2 separate regions of the Sus scrofa genome follow, and region 2 is linked to region 1. A link is a contact called in public Hi-C data. All regions are on one chromosome and are shown on one strand. Each heading gives the region's core, a stretch centred on a gene start, on an enhancer-like site or on the middle of the called end of the contact. The rest is flanking DNA. Distances are from core to core; before and after follow the strand shown.

Evidence for each region. Hi-C and Micro-C count contacts between places; a contact is called where the count stands out from the background.
Region 2: a contact with region 1 is called in a Hi-C map of adipocytes, with 2.0 times the contacts expected there. The contact joins the promoter of ITGBL1 here to the enhancer-like site in region 1. A contact is called at or near these places in 3 of 47 Hi-C or Micro-C datasets (adipocytes, embryonic fibroblasts and skeletal muscle) and 1 of 2 datasets of contacts at active chromatin or transcription factors (skeletal muscle).

Annotation. Positions count from the first base shown.
Region 1 is chr11:69,968,851-69,974,734 of Sscrofa11.1, reverse strand. The region is part of intron 6 of NALCN (sodium leak channel non-selective protein); the gene reads left to right. Among named protein-coding and RNA genes, the nearest start is that of NALCN, 51 kb to the left of the region's middle. Within about 2 kb of position 2,959, at least 3 of the 83 cell types and tissues checked have an H3K27ac peak or open chromatin away from gene starts, as enhancers often do.
Region 2 is chr11:70,039,279-70,045,162 of Sscrofa11.1, reverse strand. ITGBL1 (integrin beta-like protein 1) reads right to left here and starts at 3,112. Exons shown (of 11, transcript XM_005668526.3): 1 at 2,631-3,112; 2 at 1,255-1,472. The coding sequence starts at 2,728.

The DNA of each region.
Region 1 (5,884 bases), core at 1,710-4,209:
CTCAACATCATGGTTCCAAGTCGGAGTCATTTCCCCTGCACCACGACGGGAACTCCTCATTCTTCTTGAGTTGTAAGCAGCACATGCTTAGGAGAAAAGTTCTGAATGGGATGTATGAGGAAGGGGTTAAAGATTGTTTATTTTAGGACTGAATTCTGAGATGATGTGCTAGAACTTCCGAATCTACTAGGTGAATGTGAAATGAGGAGCCTGCCAATTCAGCCCCTGGAAAGTAGTGTTTACTGTAGTTGCCTTCGCAGAAATCCCACGTAGTATAATTTTGATGTCTCAAGTTCACCAGACCAGCCTTCCCTGCTCTTCCCCAGGATAGAAGCCGTGGTAGCATGCAGTGACTAGAGCAGAACCAACAGTCCATTTGGGAATTCATTTCTAGGGTTTAGGTCTCTTTAGCAGAGAAAACCGCCTGGGGAGCTTTGTGAAAATACAGAGTACGAAGTAACTCTGTGGATTTGCATTTGTAGGCAGGGCCAAGATAGCCAGATGGTTAGAAATCAAGGATATAAAACTTTAGTTTCACATTAAAATCCCCAAAGATGTGTTATGGATGGGAACATAGATTTGCATGGCTTTTTAAGAGATGTCTTGAATCTTCAAAGACTAAGCTTTTAGCTGCTAGAGCGCCACCTGGGGGTGATTTGAGCGTCTTTGTCCCTTGAAGCTTGTTTCCCTAGAATTGTCTAAAACGCATCAGGTGATTAGAGCCTCTTTGTCATTCTCCCAAAGAAACAAATTGTCCACGAGTTCTGGGAACTGCAGGGCCGGCATCTCCCTTTTGTTTATTCAGTGACTCACGTGTTTTTAAGCCTAGCGATTGAATTGGCAAGTGCACTCTGTGCTCCAGGACATCTGGGGACAGGCGCTTTGGCACTTCCTAAATCCTTGCCTGGCCTTCACGTTCCAGGTAGATGGATGTTCTTACCATTAGGGAGCCCTTAGCATCCTTAAAAAACATAATAATCGGAATATAGTTGACTCACAAAGTTGTATTAATTCCAGGCCTACAGCAAAGTAAATCAGTTCTGTGTGTATATTCACATACACACACACATATAAATGTATATCCATTCCATTTCAGACTCTTTTTCCATATAAGTTATTACACAGTATTGAATAAATTTCCCGGTGATGTATAGTAGATATCACCTCACTCCAGGCAGAATGGCCATCATCAAAAAGTCTACAAACAATAAATGCTGGAGAGGGTGGGGAGAAAAGGGAATCCCCCTACACTGTTGGTGGGAATGCAAGTTGGTGCAGCCACTGTGGAGGACAGTGTGGAAGTTCCTAAAAAAAAAAAACTAAATATAGAACTACGATATGATCCAGCAGTCCTACTCCTCGGCATATATTTGGAAAAACCATAATTGGCATCCTTTGACCATCCCAAAAGGATGGAAGCCTTAAGAGTGAAAAAAAAAAAAAAAAAAAGGCTCTTTTCCAGCCATAAAACTTGGCCAAGCCATAGGCAGTAAATGTAAACACATTTTTAGCTCCTAACCTGTCTGAGGCACTTTTTATTTGTAATTGCTGATCTCATAGATTGAGTGTTATGATCCTCATGAGAAGAAGAGGAAATTGCTCCTTGCTATACATTTGTTAATTGGCGAAATCACCAACTGAAATACTATAATATTGGCCTCAAATTGGGGGTGTCACTCACCATCCTGCCATCTGACCTCTTGCAGATAACTTCCCACACTATTGTCCTAATTCCTGAAGAAAAGGGAGCAGAGTCAGCGCTTGAGTAGCTCTTGCCTTGGGTTCAAGGGTTTCCGGGTTAGAGCTGGTCACTGAATTTTCTGTGTCCTGGTACTTTGCCTTCGCAATGCTCTTTTTGAAATACATTCACATACCCCTCATTGCCTGATTCTGGCTCAGAGGCTAGTCTCCTGGTCCTTGTCCCTTATCCATATCGTCAGAGTAGTGATAGGTATAGATAAGGAAGTAAACCTGGAGAAAATATGTAATTAAAGAAACCATTCAATTATAACAAGGTAAGATGACGATTTAAAACATTTTTAAATGAAATAGTGTGTTTAAATTTCCTACGATGTTTGAAAAACTATTTAATTTTACCACCTTGGTACATGATGGATTCAGTTCTTTTTTTTTTTTGCCTTTTCTAGGGCCACTCCCGAGGTATATGGAGGTTCCCAGGCTAGGGGTCTAATCAAAGCTGTAGCCGCTGGCCTATGCCAGAGTCACAGCAATGCAGGATCCGAGCCGCGTCTGCCACCTACACCATAGCTCACAGCAACGCCGGATCCTTAACCCACTGAGCAAGGCAGGGATCGAACCCGCAGCCTCATGGTTCCTAGTTGGATTTGTTGACCACTGTGTCACGATGGGAACTCCTGGATTCAGTTCTTTATGGCTTTGCCTGTCTAGCCATTCAGGGGAGAATGGGAAAATGGAAAAATCATATTAAAGTACTGTCCATTTAATAGTAAGGACAAATCTATCTCCTAATTTCTTAGAAACAGTTCCAGATTTACTTTTTATAAGAAGATCTGTGATGTCAATATTTTTTCCTGCCGCAGATTAGTCGTCTTGTATTCTAGTCCCTCTAAAAGTCCAGGCAGAGCAATTAAAAGTTTCCAAAATCAGGAGTTCTCGTTGTGGTCCTGAGGGTTAAGGACCTGATGGTGTCTCTGTGAAGATGCAGGTTAGATACTGGCCTCCCTCAGTGGGTTACAGATCTGGTGTGGTGCTGAGCTGCGATGTAGGTCGCAGATGCAGCTCAGATCCCGCATTTCTGTGGCTGTGGCGTAGGCCTGCAGCTGTAGCTCCGATTAGACCCCTAGCCTGAGGACTTCCATCTGCCGCGAGTATGGCCCAAAAAGAAAAAAAACAGTTTTCCAAAATCAGTAAGTAGCCTCATCCCTGCCAATTCCAGGGCGGGATGCTTCATGTTCCAAAGCATCCAGCGAGAGAATTAGCCAGAAGATTCTCTGGGATGAATCTGAAAGGGAGGTTAACAGCCAGAACATGTTTATCGTCAGTACGTGGCAATGTTTAAAAGCAGGGCTTTTAGCAAGAAAATGAACCTTGTTTTCAGGCCTGCCAAGAGTGAGACAAGCCATGACACGAGGTAGCAAAGACCACGTTCACTGTTCTCCCAGTGCAGAGATTGTGTGTGTGTGATTCTCTCCATGGGTTTAACTAGACGTGTGTTCTTCTATTTATGGCTTCCTCTTAGAACATACACTAAACATAGAAAAGAAACCTTCTCCATGCAATAAGCAACAAAACCCTCTTAAAATAGTGTTGTCTGTTGCATAGGGGATTGTTATTCTGTGACTTCCTTCTTTGCATCCCTGAGAATGTGCTCAGGGATGCAAAGTTCAGAAACACATTGTAGCTTGGCCTCTGAGAATATCTTTTACAACAACTGGATCATATTTGGCCATGGAGAAGTCAGCATCCTGCTTAACTTCAGTTCTAGGGGAAAAACACGTGAGAAAAATGGAAGCAAAATTGTCATAAATTCCCACTGAAAGTCTTATTTTGTGCAAATCTTACAATTAAATTAATAACCTCTTTTGTAAGTTAGTGGGCTTTTTTTTTTAAACCTTTTGTTCTTTCTTACAAATGAGGGACAACCATGCTCACCATCCATCCACCACTCACAGTGATGGGATGCTTCTTCTCACACTCCTGTAACATCATGAGTCTATAGGTAGCTCTTAAAACATCCTCTTGTTCTACAGTAGTCATTACTTTTCCACTTTTTTTTTTTTTTTTTTTTTTTGGCGGACCGGTGGCATATGGGAAAAAAAAGTGAGAAAAATAAAATTGTTGTCATACATTCTCATTGAAAGTGTTACTTTGCAAAAATCTTGCAACTGAATTAAGTTGCAGGGATCAGATCTGAGCCACAATTACAACCTGTGGCAACACTGGATTCTTTAACCCCCTGTGCCAGGCCAGGGGTCAAACCTTCATCCTGGTGCTGCAGAGACATTCCTGATCCCATGGTGTCACAGCAGCAACTCCTTGTCATTGCTTTTCTATGTCCTCTCTCTGTCTAGGCACTAAAGGCCCTAGAAATCTCTTCTTCGTTGCCTCCATCTCTAGCAAGTTAGGTGGGAAAGAATAGACCTGACAAAAATAATTATTTTGAATGAATGAACAGACAAGTGAAATCAAGTGGCCCTACTAAGAATACGGGAAAGACGGTTTCTAAAAAAAGAGGCTAAATAACAATAAGCACAGTTATTTCAGAAGCGACAGTGATGACAAAAGGCCAACCCTAAGTGCATGGCCCCCGGAAGTTGGCTATCAGCAGAGAAAGATGTTGTTCTGAGTAATGAAGGGTCTGATGGTGGAGCCTTGAGCTGTGGCACTGGGCGTTGTGGGGCGGTGACAACAAGACTCAGAGGGGTGCATGGTTTCTCTCCAGTCACTGACCATTTCCTTTATATGAAAGTGGGATTCGGCCATTCTGGGAATGGGTTTTCAAATAGCTGAAAAGTTTCATATCTTACAGATGAGGAAACTGAAGGTCCAACAGTGAACGTGGGAAGTTCCTGTTGTGGCTCAGTAGTAACGGACCTAACTAGGATCCATGAGGACACAGGTTCCATCCCTGGCCTCGCTCAGTGGGTTAAGGATCCAGTGTTGCTGTGAGCTGTGGTGTAGGTCACCAAGTGGCTTGGGTCCCGAGTTGCTGTGGCTCTGGTGTAGGCCGGCGGCCACAGCTCTGATTGGACCCCTAGCCTGGGAACCTCCATATGCTGCACGGTCAGCCCTAGAAAGATAAGAAGAAACAGTGAGAGTGAATTGTGTGAAATCCTTCAGTCGGTGAATCACTGACCTGAGGGCATAATCCTTGTCTATCAGTACACAGCTCAGTGCTCTGGGCCCTAGGAGTAATGAGTCTAAAACCATAAAACTCTAAAGTACTGGAGCATTGTTTGGGGCTCTTGCAAAGGATTTCTGCAACCAGCTCAAAGCACATTTTCTTAGCTCTCAAACTCCTACATAATGTTATTTGTAAATATGATATTTTGTTAATAATAATAATAATAATAAAAGAACATATGCCAAGCAGAAAATGAAAGCCTTTTAAAAAACAACCACTCTGAGGGATTCCAGCACTCACTCTGACACGTGGAACTACGATAGCCAGAAATCTAAAATATTGAATATCCATGCCAATTTTTAGATATCACACTAAAAAATTGCATAAAAACAACAGGATCCAATTATTGATGAATTCCTTCTATAATTACTTTACAAATAAATGTAAACAAATAGATAAATACCTTTGCCATAGATTTAAATAATGTTTGTTGGGAAGAAGGACACATTCATTTACTTAAAAAATAATTATTAACCATCTACTATGTATTAGTCAGGGTTCTTCGGAGAAAGAGAACCAATAGGGAGTATATGTAGAAAGAGATTTCTTTAAGGAGTTGGCTCCTGAGATTGTGGGGAGCAGCAAGATCAAAATCTTCAGAGCAGGGCAGCAAGCTGCAATTTCCAGCAGGACTCGATATTGAAATCCTGAGTTCAAAGGCAGTCTAGAGGCAGAATTCCCTCCTCTTGGGACACGCGTCTCTCTCTCTCTCTCTTTTATTTTAGGGCCTTACCCATGGCACATGGAGGTTCCCAGGCTAGGGGTCAAATTGGAGCTGTAGCTGCCAGCTTACACCACAGCCCCAGCAACAGCAGATCTGAGCCACATCTATGACCTACACCACAGCTCACGGCAATGCCAGATCCAGATCTTTAACCCACTGAGCAAGGCCAGGGGTCGAACCTGCATCCTCATGGTTGCTAGTCAGATTCGTTTCGCTGAGCCACAGCAGGAACTCCAGGAGACTTCTGTCTTAAGGCCTTCAACTAATAGCCTGAA
Region 2 (5,884 bases), core at 1,863-4,362, 70 kb before region 1:
TTCCAAAGGGCCGCCCTTAATAACGCGGCAGCTGGTGAGGCTGACAAAGGAAAAATAAGCTGTGACATCCAATGCATTTAAAGGGTTGAGTTGCAGCCTTCAAAGCTAAACAAGCACACAGAAGCACCTGTGCCCCTTGAATTACTAATGTGACTTTTTTTTCATGACCAAAGAACCTGCATATTAAGTATCCTCCAGGCACTTCTGGGCCCAGGTGCCGGGGGGAGGGGGGGAATTTTTTCTTTTTTCTTTTCTTTTTTTTTTTTCTTTTTTTTTGCTGTGAACTCATTCTTGATCTCTCCGGTAGTGTTGGAGTCTCATTATCAGCTATACTGTGGGTAAAATAAGGTGATTTTTTTTTCCTACAAGTCTGCTGGAAATGCACTGTGCTGTCCTTACACTGGCAGAGTGTCTGCATCATGGACAGTGACCTAACTGAAGTTCCTGGCCCTGAGTACATGGCACGGTTACATGAACGGGCTAGAGATGAGGGGTGTTCTCTGCAAAGAAATAGCTTGACCCTTTCCAGCATCAGGACCCGAATCACTCCTTCAAAATGTCCAAGGGGGATCAATTTATTTTCATGCCAACCTTACAAAACACCAAACCATGCAAGCCAAACCATGCGAGCAGTTAAAACAATGCAAAAGCCATCACTTCCAAGTAAAGAGGGGCCTGCTTGTTTTTTCCTTGTTACAATTTTCTCACCTGTAAACTCTCCCCCTCAGTAGGAGAGGGCAAATTCGCGTTCAAAAGACACAATCTGCTTCCCTGGAATTGAGGAAAATAAGATTCCTCTGTGTTTCTTTGGTAAAAACAAAATAAAGGCCAGAAACAAACACAACACTGTAAACCAACTACACCTCAATTAAAAAAAAAAAAAATACAGGCTTAATTTCTGCAAATATTATGTTTAACATTTATGACTGGGGTAGGAGAGCCCAGCGTAACAACTCCATGTATGAGGAAGGTGGGAGATTTGGTTCGTCATAAGGAATTCAAAAGCCAAGTGAGACTGATAATTAAGTGAATCTACAAATATTATTTGCACTTACGTTTGGACCCCAGGGCGGGGATCAGTGTTACAAGATGACTCCAGCACTGACTACCAACAGGGAGGCCTTCGCGGTGGCACTAATTTCCAGGGCTGTTAGAGGGGTTGTCCCCACCTTTCCCTCCCCAGGAAGTGGCAGAAGCCCCGGGAGCGCGTGCAGCCCGCGGGGCCACGCGGCGGGACCAGCGCCGCCCCCTTACCTGCGCAGGTGCTGCCGTCGTAGGTCTCGCACACCCACTCGTGGCACTCGCACAGGGGCCCGAAGTACACGCCCGGCTCGCTCACGTGACAGATGCAGACCCCGCAGTCGCACCGGCCGCGGCCGTGGCACAGAGCGCCCCCTGGGGGCTGCCCGGGCGCCCGGCACCGGCGCTCCGACTCGGCCCGGGACAGCCTGCACGCGGCGCCCGGCCCGCTTCTGCAGGGGCGACAAACCACAGCAGGGCCACGGTCAAGCCCAGACACTGCCCCTGTGATCCGAACCCACGTTGCCTTCACCTTGCCTCCCAGGGTCCACCCAGACCCCAAACGGAGACGTACAACCCTCTGGATAGGAAGCCCGAGGCCCCCCATTTGGAGGCCAAGCTGCCACCAGCCGTGGGCCACCACCGAAGAAGTGACCAGACCCAAGGTGTCTAAGAGGTGACCTGCCCACCTAGGAACAGGACCGTATGCCAGGTGGACTAAGTGACCCGGCCCTACCTCTTGGTAATTTGCCGCTGAATCTTACATGCGCATTTAAGTAAGAATTAATCCAAACTATGACACTTGGCTGACTTTTCAGTTCTCTTTAAAAAGTCCTGCGGCTAGCTAGGGGCAGTTATTTTCTGAAAAAGAAGAGATGAGTATATAGAAAGAGCTATACATGTTATGAGAGCACAGGATATAGCGTTTTTTCAAGTTGCAATATGCTTATAACCTTTACTTTTAAAACGTACACGTTTAATAGACTTGGGGTTGCCCAGAGGGAGGGGGAGGGAATGGGAGGGACTGGGAGTCTGGGGTTAGTAGATGCAAACTATTGCATTTGGAACAGATAAGCAATGAGATTCTGCTGTGTAGTCCAAGGAGCTATATCTGATCACTTGTGATGGAACATGGTGGAGGATACAGTGAGAAAAAGAATGTGGGTGGCTTCGCTGTACAGCAGAAATTGACAGAATATTGTAAATCAGCTATAATAAAACATTTTTTAAAAAACATGAAAGTTTCGTTATTGTGATGTGACTCTCAGAATGTACTGCAAAATGTAACACAGACCCCGTGAAATAATTCTGCCTTATAGGTGGTGAGAAAACACAGGTACACAGAGGTTGGCACAAGTTCCTCTTGCTATGTATTGGAATAGGAGGAAGTCATATATTGATTCAATGATTGTATTTTTTCCAAAGGAAAAGCAACAGGACAGGGGTAAAGCAGCACACTGTGTAGATATAAGGAAAGGAACAGGTTGAAAATAGTTTATCCCGCGTCCAACTTTCTAACTGCTCTTGGCTTAAGGCGGCCATCCCCAACCTTGAGTTCTGCCACGTAAAGCAGGGCAGATCTGTCTTAAAGAAAAACAAACCAGACTTACCTCAGGGATGGCGAGAAGCTTTGGGGAACAGCTGACAGTCCCGCAAAGAGAAGGGAGGACGCCAGCAGCAAGAAGTTCCTGAAGCCGGCGGGACGCATGCTGAGTGTCCCAGGGGGGCCGGGAGGCAGCCGCGCTTCTGCCAGGTGGGGCTCCCCGGGGGGAGGGGAGGCTGCAGGGGGAGAGGGGCCACGGGCAGATGGCCGGGCAGACGGACCCCCAGAAGCCCAGGCGTGCAGGTCCCGGGCTTTCCCCGGAGCTGCGAGTGCCTTGATGAGCTGCCTGCGAGGATTTGGGCAGCGGCACCGTTCTGGGCGGGGTGCTGGTACCAAACTCCTCAAGTGGAGAGTCTAGGCAGGGAGGTAATTAGAAACAGTTGTACAAGCAGATGGTTTATTTTGACATTAAAAAAAAAGTCCTGTTCACAGATTTAAGAAAATCGTTTCTTTCTTCAAGTTCAGGCCCCAGAAATACTTGACAAGAGGATATTGAGCTGGCTGATATTAAAGGGACAGATCAAATGATCCCGAAGATGGGAGGGGGAAGTGGGGACGCTTCCTCTTCTGACTCGTGAGGTCAGCGGGAACATTGGGGCGGGATTACTTTCACGACATACTTTTCAAGAAGATACACTGTTTGACTATTTGGGGTGTGAGTTGCTGGGGGCAGGAACAATTGACAAAATATCCCTTTTTTCTTGTGTTTTTGAGCCCTTGTTTTAAATGATGGGTCTCTTGGAATTCCCTGGGGGCCTAGCGATTAAGGTTCCGTGCTGTCACTGCACTGCGGTGGCTCAGGGTTGATCCCTGGTCCCGGAAACTTCCATATGCCACAGGTGCAGGCAAACAATTAAAAAATAAAAAATAGGTTTCTCGTCTCCTAAGCTGTTACAAAGTGTGTCATGCTTCTAGTTGTTTGGGCCAGTGGTTTATCACAGCACATTTTTTTCTTGACTTGGATGGTTCAAACTGCAGTTGTCCCGAGTTCACCCCATCCTCCCCCACAGATTAAGTATGAGAAAATAACATGTATGATTACAATGTCAGTGCTGCTGACAAATCGTCGGTGTCACTTGTGAAGCACCTACTATGTGCTGGTCGCTTGGTATGTTTTATCTTCAACCGTGCCAATAACCACACATTCATTTACTCACGTAGCAAACACAGGTTAAGCATCCACCGGCTACCAGGCTGTGTGCCAGACAGAAAAGGCACAACAGGGAATTAAGGAGACCTGATCCCTGGGCAAGTGGACAATACCCAAAATAAAACCACAAATCTAAAAGGAGGAAAAGTTGCAAGTTACTCCCAGCTTGGCTCCATTCATCAGATCTAATCAAGATAGCATTTGAATTAAAGGCTGAAAGAGAAGTAGAGGGAAGTTGAGTGGAAATGGTGAAGAGGTGGCAGAGTGAAGGGCACTGTCATTCCCATTATAAAGATCAAGAAACTGAGACCAAAGACTGACCTCTGCTCAAAATTGGCCGGCTTGCCCCAATCCACATAGGAAGTTCGAGGGAGACCTGAAAGCCCACACCTGTGTGGTCCCTGGAGCAAGGTATTGTGGACGGATCTACGGAAGGGAGGAAACATCTTTCCTTTGCGCTAAGAAGAGCTTTAGATGCGGAGGATCCCAGGAAATAGAACCATACAAGCTGCGACTCTGGCCTTAAAGCCGGAGATGATGCAACAGGACGGATCTCTCTCTGTAATTTGCAGGGAGAGATAAAAGACCAAGGCGCAGATTTTCCTGCTGGGGCTTGAAGGTGCCCTGAACAGAGAGCCTAATCCTTTTCTCTTGCTTCTCCAGACTCCATCTGTACCCGAAAGGGGTCTGTCTGCCTGGGGCACATCCTAGCCCAGGCAGCTAAGCCTCCTTCAAAGGCTGACCCTTTGTCGACTTTTGCCCAAGCGTGTACACGCTGGTGGCCGAATCTGCCACCAGGAGGACAGACTGGACAGAGGCGTGCACCAGCCAGAGAGTAATCTGGGTGGGGAATTCTGGAGTCCGGGGTACCCAGAGTGTGGTTTAGAAGGATCAGCAAAGGCTCACATTGGCAGGTGCCCTGGATCACAGGAACTGCTTATCCTCTGGGGGAGGGGGTGTGGCTGGAGGGGAATCAGAGTCCCTAAACCAGTCATTTCCCGAAGGTGATCTGTGAACCAGCTCCAGCAGCGGCACCAGGGAACTTAGAAAGGCAAGTTCTCAGGTCCCACCCCCAGACCTACAGATGCACAGGCTGCCTGTTACCAATATCCCTGGGAACTCTATTTGCACCTCATATTGAGGGAGCTTTGCAAACCATGGGGCCCCGGGCTGGGGTCACGGATGCCTGGATCTAAGAATGGGACTCATATGCACGCCTAGTTCCACTCCCGGCACCCTTCGCCTTCCTGGCCACGTGTAACGCTGTGAGGACGTAGGAACAGGCTCTCCTGCCAACATCTGAAAAGTCTGGTGACTCAGAGACTATGGGAAGCGTAGAAGGAAGGGCAGCATCAATTCCAAAGCCTCCCTAGGAATTTGCTGTGAAAACATGGAACTTTTAATAAATGAGTCATGTATTACTTTTTGCATATTTTCTGAGGGAAAAAAAAAAGAATCCTTGTGGAATAGGGAACTGAGTTTTGAACACTTCTTTGGGGAATTCAAACAGTCCTCTGAAACTGTGGTGTTTTCCTACAGGGCACCATGCCAGGAGGAATATTATCATTAGGAACGTGCTGCTGTGAAGCAAAGATAGTTGGTACTAGGTGACTGACAGCATTTAAATGTTCAGATCCTTATATGATTGTGACTCAGAAATAATATTCCCAGGAAGCTGAAATAGTTATATTGCGGTTGACTTGGTGACTCAGGAGAAAGTCTTGCATCCACACAAACTGTCAAAATAAAAGAAAGTAACTTAACATTTTCTCTTTTTAGCAAACTTTGATTTTTTTTTTTCCTAAGTACAAAATGTCTTGGAATGACCTACTTTCTTCCCTCTCCCAGTTTGCAGAAGACTCAAGGACACACAGCTCTTGAGGGCAGACATAGGAAGGACCCGATTGCTCCATGAAAGGCCCTGAGTTTCTCACTGATCCTGAAAATCATACGACAGATAGCTCTGGGGGAAAGGCCGAGTGGTCTCCTAGAAGCTGAAACGAAATTCAAAGGGATTGAAAACTTCTTCGTCCTCGAACGTAGTCCTGCACCCTCAGGTCACAAAATCATTGCATCTGGGGTTCAAAGGGTATTTTAAAGGTCATCTAGTC